2 separate regions of the Mus musculus genome follow, and region 1 is linked to region 2. Evidence: chromatin contacts called from public promoter capture Hi-C data. All regions are on one chromosome and are shown on one strand. The core of a region is the stretch at or near the end of the contact, and the rest is flanking DNA. Distances in the headings are between cores, read along the strand shown. Region 1 overlaps Fry (FRY microtubule binding protein). Region 2 overlaps Gm52797 (a long non-coding RNA gene).

The links. Promoter capture Hi-C pulls out the DNA fragments that hold promoters and counts their contacts.
Region 1: a contact with region 2 is called in a promoter capture Hi-C map of pre-B cells, with 3 times the contacts expected there. The contact joins two enhancer-like sites. A contact is called at or near these places in 3 of 39 promoter capture datasets (the C10 cell line, liver and pre-B cells), 1 of 484 Hi-C or Micro-C datasets (muscle stem cells), 1 of 115 datasets of contacts at active chromatin or transcription factors (embryonic stem cells) and 1 of 9 other capture datasets (adipose tissue).

The regions. Positions count from the first base shown.
Region 1 is chr5:150,304,749-150,308,366 of GRCm38.p6, reverse strand. All of the region lies in intron 1 of Fry (FRY microtubule binding protein), which reads right to left. Among named protein-coding and RNA genes, the nearest start is that of Fry, 47 kb to the right of the region's middle. Within about 2 kb of position 1,541, at least 28 of the 459 cell types and tissues checked have an H3K27ac peak or open chromatin away from gene starts, as enhancers often do. A contact at or near this core is called in pre-B cells, where this site is marked.
Region 2 is chr5:150,114,074-150,117,263 of GRCm38.p6, reverse strand. The region is part of intron 2 of Gm52797 (a long non-coding RNA gene); the gene reads left to right. Among named protein-coding and RNA genes, the nearest start is that of Gm52797, 16 kb to the left of the region's middle. Within about 2 kb of position 1,408, at least 40 of the 459 cell types and tissues checked have an H3K27ac peak or open chromatin away from gene starts, as enhancers often do. A contact at or near this core is called in pre-B cells, where this site is marked.

The DNA of each region.
Region 1 (3,618 bases), core at 292-2,791, 190 kb before region 2:
ACCCAATTTAATGGAAACATATTTTAAGCAGATAGTTGCTGAAAATAATTTCGTATGTGAATGCAAATCTATCTGTTTTTAATGGAATTTTGCCATGTAGAATTCTGAGTATAGAATATTTGAGATAATCCTATAGCTCCAGATACTGGCCAGGCTGAGGCTGGAGGCTCATTTGAGTCTAGAGTTCAAGGCCAGCCAGGCCAACAAGTTGAGCGCCTATTTCTTTTTGTTTTGCTTTGCTTTACCTCTTTAAAAAGAGCCCCACTCTATAGACCTGGCCTCTATAGTTTGAGTCTGGCCTCAAACTCAGAGCCAATCCTCCTGTCTTAGCTTCTCTAAAAGCTGGGATCACAGCAATCTGTCACCATGACCGGCTAAGAGAACCGTGATTTTCTAAGAGGAAAAAAAAAATTCTAGCATCTACCAGCCAAGTACTAATCAGGTGTCAATTATCCTGCGAAGAAACTAAGATCAGGTGAGCTTAGAACAGGGGTAAAATGTGGACTGAAAGCCCAGCTTATCGAGAGTGCTTATTCTACAGCAAATAATCCAAGTCGGCTGATGGAGGTCACTGTTGCTCATGTCTGCCTGGTCTCCAGTGCTCACAGACATCTTGTGGAAGTAGGGCACTGTCCCAGCTCAGAGGGACATCGAATCTGCACTATCTTCCTACTGTATCAAGGTCACCACACTTCAGAGCCAGAGAACTGAATGTCAACCTAAAACCTTCCTTGGGAAACAATGCTTTATTATCCTGGTGTCTCTCAGGGCTGAATGCATTTCTAGAGACCAGCGGTAACTGTGATGACATAAGATCCCGAGATCACAAGATCCTGAGGCTGAACCCATAATGATAGTGAGGAGCTGTTCAGGACAATGACCCTTGGCACACCCCTGGCAAGGTCACAGATAGCTGTGATCCTGGCACCAGAATACCTGCCTGCTTTACCAGCCTCTCCATTGATAAGCCCAAAGTACCCACCCACAGCTGTCTTTAAAAAGAGCATCCTTCTGTACTTCCAATCTGATGTCTCTGTGTGGAGAGTCCACCCACGTATCAAGCCAAGTACCCCCGAGTAGAAGCAGAGAGTGAAGGGGAAGCAGTCTCCGCTTCAACGATGGCTCTGGGTTTGCACAGTCCAGCCTAGAGAGATGGTGGCACAGTAAAGGTCATGGGTGAGGGCCTTTGAGCCGGATCTGTTCCTTGGTTTCAGAAAGCCTTCTTTATCTCACCATCGTCAATTTCAAAACAAGCACCAGCCTCCGTCGCTATCATTCTCAGGAAGAATCGCCACAAGGCTTTTAGTGAAGCCTTCCCCACAGGGAAGCTACGCATTTGAGGATCAGAAGTTTGCACAGCTTGGTCATCAAAATCGATGCCAGCTCCTCCCTTGTGTGAGCCTGGTGGTACACAACTGTAATCCCAACACTTAGGAAGGGGAAGCAGGAAGAGAAGAAGTTTGAGGCTAGCCCAGGCTATAGAACATCCTATCTCAGACAACAACAAATAAACCGAAAGCAAAACACCCTCAAGAATAACAACAGAAAGACCGCCCTTTATCTAATCACACCATAGAAAAAATCATCAGCCCTTCCTTCCCCGGGGCATTTGCTTGCTTTAAAACCACACATCACTAATTTCATCTGTCCAAAAAGAAAGAAGAAAAGGGAAGTGAAAGAAAAGCTCTGTTGTTGAGTTTCTAACTTCGCTACAATCTTCTCTTGTGCCCTCTCCTCTCCTCAGCTTTTCCAGGCACCATGTGTAGCCCAGGATAGCCTCAAGTTCTCCCTGTAGCTGAGGATTACTTTGGATCTATCTTCCTGCTTGCTTTGCCAGCATTCCTAGGACCAATGCAAGCAGCCCTCTACGATCGATCAGTAACTCAGCTACAGCTATGATGATGCTGGGAAGAAGGGAAAGGCAGCCTCGCTGTCCTCCTGTGTGACCTCCAGAAGCTGAGAGCACAGCGGAATGGCGGGCAAATGGCCCAGTCCTTGGTCAGATTTTTCCATAAGTAATTCTGTTTCTCACTGGACACAAGCACTTACTCCTCACTCAATCCCGGACAGTAGGTGCTCAGTGGGCATCCAGGCTTCAGGCTCTGGTCTAGGTACTGGGAACTGCTGGTGAAGAGGGCCACTGTTTCTTCCTTGTTGTACTGCCTACTTTCTGACAAAACAGATTAATCATACACAGAGAGACAAACAGATACACAAACATACACACAAACACACACAGAAACACAAACACACACATAGGCACAGATACACATAGATATAGACAGACATACACAAACACAGATATACAGACACATACACACACACAGAAACATAGACCTACACATAGACACACATACACACACAGACAGACAGACAGACACACAGATACACAAACATACACAGATACACAGCCAGACACACAGATACACAAACATACACACACACACACACAGACACACAGACACACACACACACAATCAGATGACAACAAGTTCAAAATAGAAAGAGAAACTGAAGCGAAGCCCCTGTGGCCAGAAGCCTCTTTCTAGGCTTGACAAGAGGCAGCCTGAGATGCTGAGACAGGGGTGGAAGCCAGGCATGTTTGTATGTGTGCCTAAGAAAGTCCAGACACACTTGGCCATCAGGATCTGCTCTTCCATTCCATCCCTGTGCACTGCCCTGAATCTGTGCACCCATTTCAGAGGAAATGGGGCCTGTAGCAGCCTGTGAAGGATAGAAGTCGAATGGCCAACAAGTACAGGGTGCCTCTTCCTTGAATCACAAAGGAGATGACTCTGAAAAGAGGGCCAGTCCCCCTGGTTTTCCATCCAGTTGCAAGGATGGACAGAACACACGGACAGAGTACACCGTTGCTTTCTTCAGACACACATCAGAAGAGGGAAATCAGATCCCATTACAGATTACCATGTGATGGCTCGAAATTGAACTCAGGACCTCTGGAAGAGCAGTCAGTGCTCTTAACTACTGAGCCATCTTTCCAGCCCCAAATGTCTTCTTTCTGTTGGTTCTCGGCGCCTTGTTCACTTTCAGGTGCCAGAGATTGTTCCTCAGAGCGAAGACTCCCTTCAACCCCAAGTCTTGTTGTTCCCTAAGGCTCACTTTGTTTACTAGCATTGCAGGATCATCACATAAAATACAAGTGGAGAATGTGCCACATGAACGGTGTGAGGGCACTAATAAGTGGTCCACTGTTGTACTCATGAGGGAGCTTCAGAAACAGACAGTTGAAAGGTACTGCAACTTCTCCAAAGGAGCAGAAGCTTGGGGAGTCAGGTAGAGTAAGAACACTGGCAGTTAGTTCCTGCAGAGGACCCAAGACTTACGGAATCAATACTTTCCTCTACTCTTAGCTTCCCAGCCATCTAAATACTGTTCCTGCATGCTTAGGGGTCCACAAGAGACCCCTTGGATGCCAGAAATGCTTACTCCTTACCGTGATCCTAGAAGGCAACAGTCTCCTTAGTGCAAATAAGATCAGAAAGGTCCAGAGAAGGAAGTGGACTCGGCTAAGGTCACAGAGCAGAGCCCTCGGGAGCTCTTGGGAGCTGCATGAACATTCTAGAAGCTTCCACATCACTGAACAATTTTCATTCTAGT
Region 2 (3,190 bases), core at 159-2,658:
TCTGCGTGCTGGGGCTGGAGGCCTGTGTCTCCTGACCACGTGTCCCTGTTCTCCAGTTTGTCATCCTATAGAGTCGTGAAGCTTCCTCAGCTGAGTAATGCACTCGAGCTGAGGAAGCGTTCAGTGTAATGACCTGGGTTCAGTTCCCAGCACCCACGTGGCTACTCACAACCATCTGTGACTCCAGGTCCAGGGGATATGGCGCCCTCTTCTGGCCCCTTCAGGCATTGCATGCATGTGGTTCACAGACATTCAGGCAGGAAATAAGGTGCGTGCCCACATCAACTCCCATTGCTTCCACTCACCCCCCCTTTAAAAGCAGGCCCTGTGCCATGTTTTGATAATCTCATTTGTCTGCCTCTGCTTGTCATTCCATCACCTCTGGGGGTTAGGGTGAGCGGCCAATTCAGTTATATCATAAGACAGGAAGTCCGTTTCTCCACACTGACAGACTACAGTGCTGACATGCATTAAGAAATTTAGAAACTAATTGGCCCATATCGCATGCCTGCTCCCGTGCTTTGGGACAACTGCAAAGACACGAGAGAATTACATCAACACTCTCCGTGCCTTAACAAGCTGTGGACTGAATACTAAGTCTAAATGCCTGAAATCTAATGGAGTCTTGGTCTAAGAAGTCACAATGTTAATGTGTTAGCCACAAGTAATCTAAATATTTGAGAGAGAAAATTTTGATATATAAATGTGTGATCTTTGATCTATGAGATTAAATTCCCACTTGATAATTTACTATCTTTAAAGACTTTTGAAATGCCTTGAAATTTGTTCTTGTTTACTTTCTTTTTCGGGCATCATAGATATTAGGCAAGCACTCTACAGTGAGCCACACCCCCAAACTACGTTTCAATACCTCTTCTTAGGCATACACACACACACACACACACACACACACACACACACGAGAATTCCTTTCACAAGAATCTTACATCTAACACAACAGCTTTACAATGGTCTGTAGCTAAGTTTCTGTGCAAAAATCTGGGATTCCAAAAGAATGGAGGTGTATTAATCTCCCCAGAGTCCAAAGCCCAGGAAAAACAAGGGGGAAGCTGCAGTAATTTCTCTTTCAGGAGCAGATGCTGTCTCACCCCAGGGAGTTATGGGATGGAAGAAATGAGACAATAAAACTATACACGCTACTTTGAACTGTATCAGAGCCAGCCCCGTCGATCTGTAAATGATACATAGTTTCATTCCTTGAACCAAGAGCACTAACTACAGTTTTCTGTCTCATGGGAGGAAAGTTAGCAAGAACACTGACCTAACTGAGCCCCACATGGTAGCCTGTGGGAACCAGAAAGTGTGCTGCTGGGTTGGCTCAGCTGGCTGTCAGCTGTCAGCTCTGCCCCACAGCCACGCTGTGCAGCCCTCTCCAGCAGCCTGGTCCCTCCCCGTCCTCCCCGCCCCCAATCCAAGGTCATAGCCCAGAGTTATGGGCACAAGCATCTGTTGCCCCTTGCTCTGCTCATGGGATTTGTGTCTGTAGATGAAAAGCCAATAACAACAGAACCTACAGAGTAACCAAACCACTTGCTTCCTGACACGCCGTTTGCCTCCTGGCACCCTCAGCCCTCTAGCCGGGCTTCCTTATCGCTCTAGGGAAACCAGTCCACCTTGCAGACAGGAAACTCACCAAGACATAGGGGTGATCTGATGGAAAAGCGTGTGTTCAGGTGTGTAAAGCTGAACCTGTGAAGTTTTAAAATTAAAAATACCAGCAACAGCACACACTCTCTGTACACAGTGAGTGGTAGACGACTCTCTCCTAGCTGAAACAGGAACACGTGGTTCTGTCAGGATCACTCGGAGAGCACCCTGATGTAGGGGCATGCAGAGCTGACAGAGAAACATGGAGGAGTACAAAAGGCTGAGAAACCGAGAAGAATGGTCCATGCTGAAAAAAGGGCACCAGAAAAGTCCCAGTGTGTAAAGATGCACACGGGCCTCAGGGAAGGGCAGAGTCGAAGAGGGATCGTGCCTGAAACACACGCTTCTGTCAACCTAAACTGCTTATCTCTGCTTTTTCAATATTTCCAGATTTGCCCCTTGGGAAACTGGATACAGACTTAAGAGAGAACAGGCAGGGGCTTGAAATACCCCAGCAGTTACCATAGAGAAAAAGGAAAATTAACAATTTTCATATTATGTGGAGGGAAAGAAGCATAGTGTATAATTACTCAGACTCTCCAATAAAGAGCCTCTTCTGTGAACAAAAAGAAGAGATATCCCAAAGGCAGCTACTGTTGTGACATTTAACTGGGAACGCAGCCAAAAACATAGGCTAGGATCACAGCCCTTGCCTTTCTTGTGGAAAACTTTGGGGTAGCTAACTCACCCAAACAGATGGCTGTAGTTCTGGCTACCTTAGATCAGTGGTTCTCAACCTGTGGGTCGCAACCCCCACGGGGCGTTGTCTATCAGGTGTTTACCTTATGATTCATAGCAGCAGCAAATGTACAGTTCTAAAATAGTAGTGAAATAGTTTTATGGTTGGGGCCACCATGTCACAAGGGACTGTATTAAAGGGTCGCAGCATTAGGAAGGTTGAGAACCACTAGACCAGAGGATGAGAAACGACACCCATAAATGTGTATTGATAAAGGTTAACGCGATGCCATCTTTCAGATGAATGGTTTGAAGGTGTTTCTTGTTGTATCTAAATATCTCTCAAAAAAGAATTTTAGCTATCGTTTGTATCCGCTCCTTCTGCTTACTTACATGACTAATGTATGTCAGTTTTTGTCAAACTGACAAATATTTGGGAAGAAAGGGTCACAACTGAGGAATCACCTCCATCAGACTGGCCTGTGGATACCTGTGTGGTGTTTTCTTGGTTGCTGATCAAATATAGGAGGGCCCAGCCCACTGTGGGTGGCGACCAACCCAACTCTGGGAAGGTGGACTGTACAAGAAAGGGAGCGGGGCAGCTAAGGGGCTGACTCAGAGGTTAAGAGCACCGTTTGATCGTTCAGAAGACCCAAGTTTAATTCTCAGACCATGCATGGGGGCTCACAATGTCTGTTAACTCCAACATCAAGGGATCTGATGCCCTCTTCTGGACTCCAGAGGTACTGCACATACGTGGCACACAGACATACTCGCAGACACAACCACTACACATCACCTAGAAATAAACAAAATCTCAAAAGTTTGTTTGGACATAAAAAAA